2 separate regions of the Mus musculus genome follow, and region 2 is linked to region 1. The links are chromatin contacts, called in public HiChIP or PLAC-seq maps. All regions are on one chromosome and are shown on one strand. Each heading gives the region's core, a stretch centred on a gene start, on an enhancer-like site or on the middle of the called end of the contact. The rest is flanking DNA. Distances are from core to core; before and after follow the strand shown.

Region 1 (4,228 bases), core at 523-3,022:
TCCTCTTGTCATCCTCAGGAGTCTGACTTCTCACTCGGGCTCCCCAGGTCCTAAGCCCTTGGCTTATGCTACTGTTGTCTGCTCACCGTGCTGGGGGTCAGAAGTCTAAGACAGAAGTGTCTACACAGCTGATTTCTGTCTGAGAAAGAAATGTCTACTTTCTCTGGCTTGTCAGGGGTTGCCTTTCTCCTGTCTGTGTTCTAATGTCTTTATGAGGCTACTGGTGGGATGGGATTGGGGTCCATCTCTTAGCTTCATTCTATTCTAATTACCTGCAAAAACACTGTAACATTCTGAGAAAGGGTGATCAGCGGGGATTTCTGTGGGATCTGTCGGAGGCGGGGGACGGGGGGAGGGGGAGTAGAATTTAGCCTGCCACATGTATGTCCGGGAGAGATTTAGAGGAAACCCCAGGCCCCAGGAGTTTTAAATTCATCTACCTTCTTATTTTTCCATGAGGCAATCAAGAGGAACCCAGGTGGTTTTAAAGCGACGCCTTTGGGGGAGTTCTCGAGCAGGGGGAAATGAAACTGGCCAACATGGTTTTTCTGACTCTTGCTCTTCCCACGTTTCTGAGGGAGGGTGATTCAGGGGCCAGGCAGGACTCGTGGGTCGCATGTGGGCTACGCTGCCTCTCTGTGACCCTGGTACCACATGTGGGATCCAAAGTTGCCTGTCAAGCCGCTCTCCTGACTAAGGCACCATTTCTAGTCTCAAACCGACCTGAACACCGGTGTTCCCTCTCTATGGAATGCCCGATAATATGAAGTCATGTAGGAACCCATTTGATTTTGTATGTGTGCTGGTGTGTATTCACGTGTGTGGGGTTGTACTTGTGTGCTTGTGAAGGCACTGTTGTTCAGGTGTTACCTACCTGCTTTCCGTGAGACAGGGTCACACTGGCCTGGGGCCACCAAGTAGCCCCCGGATACCTAGAATGCCTGTCTTCACCTCGACACCACTGGGGGGAATACAAGCACGTACCATCATGGCTAGCCTCTTGTTGGTGGCTTTGGGGGACCCAGCTCAGTACTTCATATGTGTCGGTATTTACAAAGTTACAGTCCTGCTTGCAGTTTTCCCTCCTGGGTTGTAATTCCTTTAAGGGGCAGGTTTATGGTTTGCAGAGGGAGCTGTAGGCAGGGAGTTGGGAAGGTGTGGGAAATTACCATGAATTTGCTTCTAAGGAAGGTGCAACCTTGTGCCCTCTTGTATCTGCTTTGCTTTGGGCTTCAAAAAGACAAAAAGACACACCAGTAGGCCCAGGTAGGTGAACAAGAGAAATGTTTCCCAGCGAGTGCTGAAAAACGGACCTCTACCCCCCCCACGCCCCGCGTCCCCCCCCCCTCCGTACCCCATTCCCCACTCCCTATACTCTTTCCATGAAACCCAGACGCAGTCAGGGTGCTGGAGAAAAGCCCACCTTCCATGGTGAGGCTGAGTTGCCTTTCTGACGGTTGGTGGCGTGTGTTGAGCTTGTGTGTTGGTTGGATCTTGCTGCATGTGTACTTAGAATGTGTTTGGGGGAGGAAATGAGAGCTGGGCGAACAGCAAGCTTGAGGGAGAGAGCTCCAGACATTCCCATTTTCTATGTGTTTCTAAGGCATTGTGTTACCCCAGTATTTTAGAACAGCTCTCAGCCTCCCTGCTCGTGTGCTAAGTGAGACCTTTATCCCCCTTTTACACGAGAACTTTAATTTAGCTACACTCACTGTTGCTCCTCGGTTTTTATTACTTGCCAGTGTTTGTATTTGGCACCTCCCCCCTTTTCCTTCCTCTGGGGCCCCTTCCGCTCCACTCCCCTGCTTTCCCTACCGCAGCCCCCGTGGGCTGTGATGCATCCTACTTACTTTTTTGTGTGTGTGTGTGGTTTTTTCAAGACAGGGTTTCTCTGTATAGCCCTGGCTGTCCTGAAACTCACTTTGAAGACCAGGCTGGTCTCGAACTCAGAAATCCTCCTGCCTCTGCCTCCCGAGTGCTGGGATTAAAGGCGTGTGCCACCACGCCCAGCTCCTACTTAAATTTATAAAACTTTTTTTTAGGGGCTGGACCCCTCCAGTGGTATCGATGGCTGACCATAGGAAATTTCGATGGCTTGCATATTACAAGGTTGAGTTTAGAGATAGTACTTGATGGTTTATCCCCTGCCTCACACACCAGTACACACACACACACACACACACACACACACACACACACACACACACACAGATGGTCTCTATGTAATGGTATACCATCTATGCTTCCTGGGAACTCTGAGCTGAAGAATCTTGGTTGATGATGTCACGTGTTTCAGATTCTTGAGTTTCTCCTTTTGGATTCAAGGCTTCTATACCTGCTGACCTGAGCCTGCAAACCCCTTCTATTTTTTGAGAAAAGGCAAGTATAGAAAGAAATTAATAAATATCTCTGAGCACCACAGTCAGCGATTTAGCCCCATCCCCTGTGCCCACCGTATTCTTGCTGGCTGTGTGACCTTGGGTCATTTGCTTTGTCTCTTGGCTGTTTCCTTCTGTTAAAGAAGAGGACTGGCCAGCCAGGAGCACCAGTGTGCTTTCCGGCTTGTGGCTGTCAAAGTGGTCAGACATTCTTGCTGAGCCATCACCAATGGTTTTGTCCCCGTTGGGCTGGGCTTGCCAGGAAGATCTTTTGACTCATCCTTTTCTCAGACTCTGTGAGGTCCAGAACATGACTTATTCCTGCCAGCTGGCCTATCCAAGAGGGAATCCTCTTTTTTACAATTCTCTCTAGAGGTGCCGGAATTTAGTCTGAGTGTGCAATTCAGTGCATTTGCTGGCTGTCCATGTGAGATTGCCACCCTACATGGAAGCTCCGCTTGCTAAGGAATGGGGCTTGAGGTCTGCTTTCTACCTCAACTGTCCTTTCCGGATTCAGCAGAGGAACAAACCGGCACCCCTATGCAGCCCTGCTCCCCACTGCCTGGAGGCCCAGTTTCACACTGAGGTCCCTACGAATGTCCAGGTGGATGGGACCTTGGTTGTTCTTGGCGTCTTCACATATTTTCAAAGCACTTTTAATTGATTTTAAAAATCATGCTAACTTTGAGTTTTTAAAGTTTCTTTAGTTACAGCCCAAGGCCTCTAGCTCAGCAGTAGAGCTGTCAAAGAGCCCCGTAAATAAACACACTGAAAGGAAGAGGTGGGGCCATGAAGGCAGTTACAGCCAAAGACAGGGACTCGCTCGTGGTGTGTGTGTGTGTGTGTGTGTGTGTGTGTGTGGTCATTCACTGGATTCCTAAAGTAGAGGAAACGTTAATTCACCATAAGAACTAGATTGCGGTAAAGGGAACGCAACACCACGCTGGTTCCCATTAGTTGAAGGCGATTGCTTTTCTAGGTGACTCTCACACTCTTGGAGCAAGTGGCCTTTCGTATAATGACAGCTTATCATATAGAGTCTCAGCTTTTCTAGGATAGCAATAATCTTCTTCCCACCCCACCCACCCCAGTAACTTCCGGTTGGATGGTTTGAGCCTTGAACCAACCTTATCTAAATTTGTTTTCCATTTCTTGAGTCATAAAATCCAAATTTCTTGAAGAATGGACATCTTTGGTGCCGGAATGTATTCGTTAGTCATAGCTGCGGTAACAGCAGCACACAGTTCGCAGAAAGAGCCCCAGGATTCATATCAACAAATATTCTTTTCCAGTTTGCACGGGATGTGGTGATCACTGGCCATGGCAGTGTTGTTCTGGGTGTCTTCTCCTTCCCAAGAGCATCACATTGGTAGCACATATTAGGAAATGATAGCTTTTTTGTGTGTGTGTGGTAGAGAAACAAAACAAAACAAGAGTTGGTTGAAAAGTGTGAAGCTTCAAAATGTTTGTGTGGAACAAAGCCTCTGTCATCTTTGTTCACATGGCTTTAACTCAAAACAGCCCTATGGTCACATCTGACCATGTGGCAGAGAAATATAGCCCACCTTTGGAAAGAAACTATGAGTCTCCCCGCAATGGGCTGTGGCATATATTGGGGAAAAGTCAACGTGGAGGAATGATGATCCCATCCATCAATCAGCCGAATGTGTTAGACAAGTACCTTCATGAGGAAGGTGTGGCTCTGGATGGCAGCCTCTGAACCATAAATCTGCCTTCCCTGCCTTTGGATGCTTGTTCCTCAGAGAAGCCAGAGAAGAGTAAGTCTTGGGTTTTCACGTTTGGGAAGGTCTGCTGGCAGAGTCTCCTCTAGGAGATAAAGTCTGTCAAGG
Region 2 (4,228 bases), core at 439-2,938, 97 kb after region 1:
GGGGGGGGGGGGGCATTGCCTCTGGGTAAGAACGTGGTGGGTTTTTAGAAGGACGGTGGAGGGTACTGTGGCTGCCGGTGACGTATGGCCAGGACTGGGCTAGAGAGAACCATGGAGCTAAAGGCAGTAAAGAGGCATGGACACAAGTCCAGGGGCAGAAATTGCTAGATCCAGTGCTGTAGTTTTTCTTGTTCTCCACTGTAATTCTCTCTGTTTTAAGCAAGTCCTCAGTGAACTGTGTTTATGTGATCATCCATGTATTTCCTGTAGTTTTGAGAATAAGGGGAGAGGCCTCTTGTTCTTAGGTAAGATCAGAACTTGGATTGCATAGACTGGTGGTGGTAAGAATGACTCGGGGAGACGTGAGGAGGCAGTCACTGAAGCAGTGGCTCCAAATGAGAACGACGTATGGTGTGGTAGACAGTGTTTGAATTTACCGAGTATTTCATTCACGCCTGCTAAACCCAGGAAAGGTCATGTCTCAGGGTTTTATTGCTGTGAAGAGACACCATGACCATGGCAACTCTTTTTTTTTTTTCATTTTTTAATTAGATATTTTCTTCATTTACATTTCAAATGCTATTCCGAAAGTCCCCTATACCCTTCCCTGCCCTGCTCCCCAACCCACCCACTCCCACTTCCTGGCCCTGGCATTCCCCTGAACTGGGGCATATGATCTTCACAAGACCAAGAGCCTCTCCTCCCATTGATGGCCGACTAGGCCATCCTCTGCTACATATGCAACCAGAGACACAGTTCTGTGTGTGTGTGTGTGTGTGTGGGGGGGTACTGGTTAGTTCATATTGTTGATCCTCGTATAGAGTTGCAGACCCCTTCAGCTCCTTGGGTACTTTCTCTAGCTCCTTCATTAGGGGCCCTGTGTTCCATCCAATAGATGACTGTGAGCATCCACTGCTATATTTGCCAGGCACTGGCATAGCCTCACCAGAGATAGCTATACCAGGGTCCTGTCAGCAAAATCTTGCTAGCCTATGCAATAGTGTCTGGGTTGACCACGGCAATTCTTATAAAGGCAAACATTTCATTGGGGCTGGCATACAGCTTCAGAGGGGTGGCCCATTATCATCATGGCAGGAAACACAGCAGCACTCAGGTAGACATGGTGCTGGAGGAGCTGAGAGTTCTACATCTTGATCTCTAGGCAGCAGGAGGGAACTGGAGTTCCATACTGGGCAGAGCTTGGGCATATAAAAGACCTCAAAGGCTCACCTCTAGAGTGACAACTTACTCTAATAAGGCCACACCTCCTGGTAGTGCCACTCTCCATGGGGCTCAAATCTATTCAAATCATCACGGGCCATTTGCTGAAAAGTGGGTGGATAATGAAATACAGGCAGGAAAACCCCTGGGCAGATGCACCAAGAAGCACTACATAGCACTCTCTGTCCTCTTTCTCGCCTGTACAAGCCGGAGCTATCTTCGCTTGGCATGTGGTGTGGATATGAAGGGTTAGCTTTACGCATCATGCGGATTTTCTCAGGCACTGGCCACATCACCAGCTGTGCTGTGTCTCTGTGTGTGTCTGTGAGGACACTTATGGATAACCTTAGCACTGGGATGAGCGACTCAGTACCCTCGACTGCCATCTCTCACTAAGTGGGTCTCACCCGGTCAATCCACCGAGGTTCTGAAAAGAACAGGAAGCAGAGAACGCACCCACTTCCGGTTGCCTTTGCTCTCAGACACGCCCTGGGTTCTCAGGCCTTCGGATTCGCATGCACCTAGTTTTGCTGGGTCTTCTGCTTGCGTATGGCAGATGGCAGAACTTCTCAGTTACCGTAGACCAGTGAGCTGTTTGCTCAGAATCTCCGTGCTGATGACTGATAAGGCCTTCCAGCTCTTCCCCTAGAACACCTCAAGAAGCGAATAAGCCTGTGCAGTTGTGAACAATTGAGAGCTGGGGCCATTTATTATTGTGGTATAGTTTGACGTGTCTTGATTTATACCATAGCATTTCCCAAGATACAAAGACGTAGAACACAGAAAAGCTGAACCCTTTATTGAGTGAGACCCAGGAGGGGAGTTCTGTAGATCTGCCGATCCTGTGGGTGGTTAGGCTTGAACTTGCACTTGGGGGTTTCATGCTGATGCCAAATAGGGCATTTATACTCTTCTGAAATGCCACTTCTGCCATATAAACATTTGTTTGCTCACTCAACAGCCCAACACTCACCTTTCACCTCCTAATTATTCAAACCATCATACTCAGAGACTCTAATGACAGCCGCCATGGGTACATAAACACCAGTGTAGAAAGCATGTATCTGATGAGCTCAGGCTTGCTTTATACGTGATTATCAAAAACTATCATTGAGAGAAGAACTGTACTCTTGGAAAGTCCTGAAAACCCCTGTCTTAGCCACTCTCCCAATTTTTACAACAGGAAGCTAATCTGCATATTATATTTTAAAAAGATTTTTAAAAGATTTGACCATTGAAGATGCATTTAAAACAATCCTCCTAGTTCCACGAGGGCAGCCACCCAGATCAATTAGAAAGGCCTCAATACTTTACAGCAGCCCGGGCATTGATGGGCATGAGTTACAGACAGAGGACTCAGCATTTGTTGCAGGGAGTTGGGAGGTCAGCCCAAAGAAGCTGTGCTTGAAAAGCAGCCTCCATAAATACTCTGTCTGTCCCTGTTCTGCCTCTCAGTAAAAGCAAGTAGAGAAACCAGAGCGTTACCCAGATAACTAGAGAGAAACAAGATTGGTGTTCGTGGCAGGTAACGAGGAGAAGTTCCTCTAGATTTTCCAGGTTTCTATTCTTTGCCTCCTGGGGTCAGCAAGAATCTGATCTGGCTCACAGAAGCCGCTTCAGACAAGGCCAAGGCTCCCAGGGGCTGCATAATGCTTCTTAGGAATTCCCCGACTCCTCGATCCGGATTTTGAAACAGCTCTGTCAGATCTCGCGGCCACGCTGTTCCCACGGGTTCATGGCAAAACCCCAATACTGCGACTGCTGTGAAATTGTTAAGCTGTTTGTGAAACCTCAGAAAGCAATGTCTCGGGCAGCTCCTACTTACGATGCTGGTGTAAGAGGACAGGGCTCTTACAGGGTGGGCAAAGGAGACCAACTGTGGCTGAGACAGGGCAGAAGATGCTGTGTGTCTGTTTCTGTAGGAGATACTTGCAGCATCCTGTGTAACACATTCCCGCAAGGCAGAACCCCTCACCGACTACCACTGCAGATGAGAACAGGAAGATTCACTAATCACACGAGGCAGGTCAAGGACCCAGGCGTGGTGGCGCACGTCTTTAATCTCAGCGCTCGGAAGGCAGAGGCAGGTGGATTTCTGAGTTCAAGGCCAGCCTGGTCTACAAAGTGAGTTCCAGGACAGCCAGGGCTATACAGAAAAACCCTGTCTCGGAAAACAAACAAACAAAATCAAAAAACAAAAAAACACAAAAGGACCCTTAAACGTGGAGGGAACCACATGACAGGGCGGTGAGCTGTGCCCTGTGTTAGATGAGATAAGAGTCCTCAGGACAGTCCCACTCACCTCAACTCTAGTGGCAGATCGGGCAGCTGGATCAGCACTGGAGTCAAAGCCCCCGTCACTCAGTAAGACCTGGATGGCCGTGGCTGGTCTGCTTGCTGTCTTGAGACGTAACTTGTTAAAAACCGACCGTAGCAGGGGTGAAAGGAGGAGAGGCTGAGAAGAGGGAACAGCCGGAGGAGGCTCAGCACAGGCAAGGAAGCACCTGGTTGGCCAACGGCCTCCTCAACCAAGAAGAACCCTGGAGTCGTTCTGCGCCTGCATTCATTGGGAGCCTCAGACTCTGGAACTACCAGTGTGCCACTATGGGGCCCAAGAGCTCAAGTTCTCATGCTGGACTTGGCTCCTATAACACGACCCACTTTGCCATCACCCCTCCAGCAGGATGATTGACACTCATCAAGTCTTGGAAGTAAAAAGATCAATCCCCTGCCCCCATACCAAGCTCAGTTATCTTGCTGTTTTTCGCGTTCCCAGTCCGTGTGGAAAAGGCTCCCCTTTAGTTACCCTAAGAGAAGAGGATCTGGGGAGTCTGCCTAGCCCACAGACTGCACAGGAAGTGTGGGCAGCAGAGGGACCCGGCGTGCAACGCAGAAACGTAAGTGAAGCCAGTTGTGGACATCAACTGCTCCAGACTCAACACTAGCAAAGTGACCTAGCAAAGGAAACAAGACTTGACGTGTGCCTGTGGGCATTTCCGGAGATGTA

What was found. HiChIP or PLAC-seq counts read pairs in DNA pulled down with a chosen protein or histone mark.
Region 2: an H3K27ac HiChIP or PLAC-seq map of double positive thymocytes shows a contact between it and region 1, with 7 read pairs. The contact joins two enhancer-like sites. A contact is called at or near these places in 11 of 39 promoter capture datasets (3T3-L1-derived adipocytes, cranial neural crest, embryonic stem cells and 6 more), 2 of 15 datasets of contacts at CTCF or cohesin (large pre-B cells and pro-B cells), 9 of 484 Hi-C or Micro-C datasets (CD4 T cells, DN3 thymocytes, the HPC-7 cell line and 6 more) and 5 of 115 datasets of contacts at active chromatin or transcription factors (bone marrow-derived macrophages, double positive thymocytes, embryonic stem cells and 2 more).

The regions. Positions count from the first base shown.
Region 1 is chr16:87,652,594-87,656,821 of GRCm38.p6, forward strand. No RefSeq gene overlaps it. Among named protein-coding and RNA genes, the nearest start is that of Gm22808, 34 kb to the left of the region's middle. Within about 2 kb of position 1,773, at least 85 of the 459 cell types and tissues checked have an H3K27ac peak or open chromatin away from gene starts, as enhancers often do. A contact at or near this core is called in double positive thymocytes, where this site is marked.
Region 2 is chr16:87,749,748-87,753,975 of GRCm38.p6, forward strand. The region is part of intron 1 of Gm32925 (a long non-coding RNA gene); the gene reads left to right. Among named protein-coding and RNA genes, the nearest start is that of Gm32925, 13 kb to the left of the region's middle. Within about 2 kb of position 1,689, at least 11 of the 459 cell types and tissues checked have an H3K27ac peak or open chromatin away from gene starts, as enhancers often do. A contact at or near this core is called in double positive thymocytes, where this site is marked.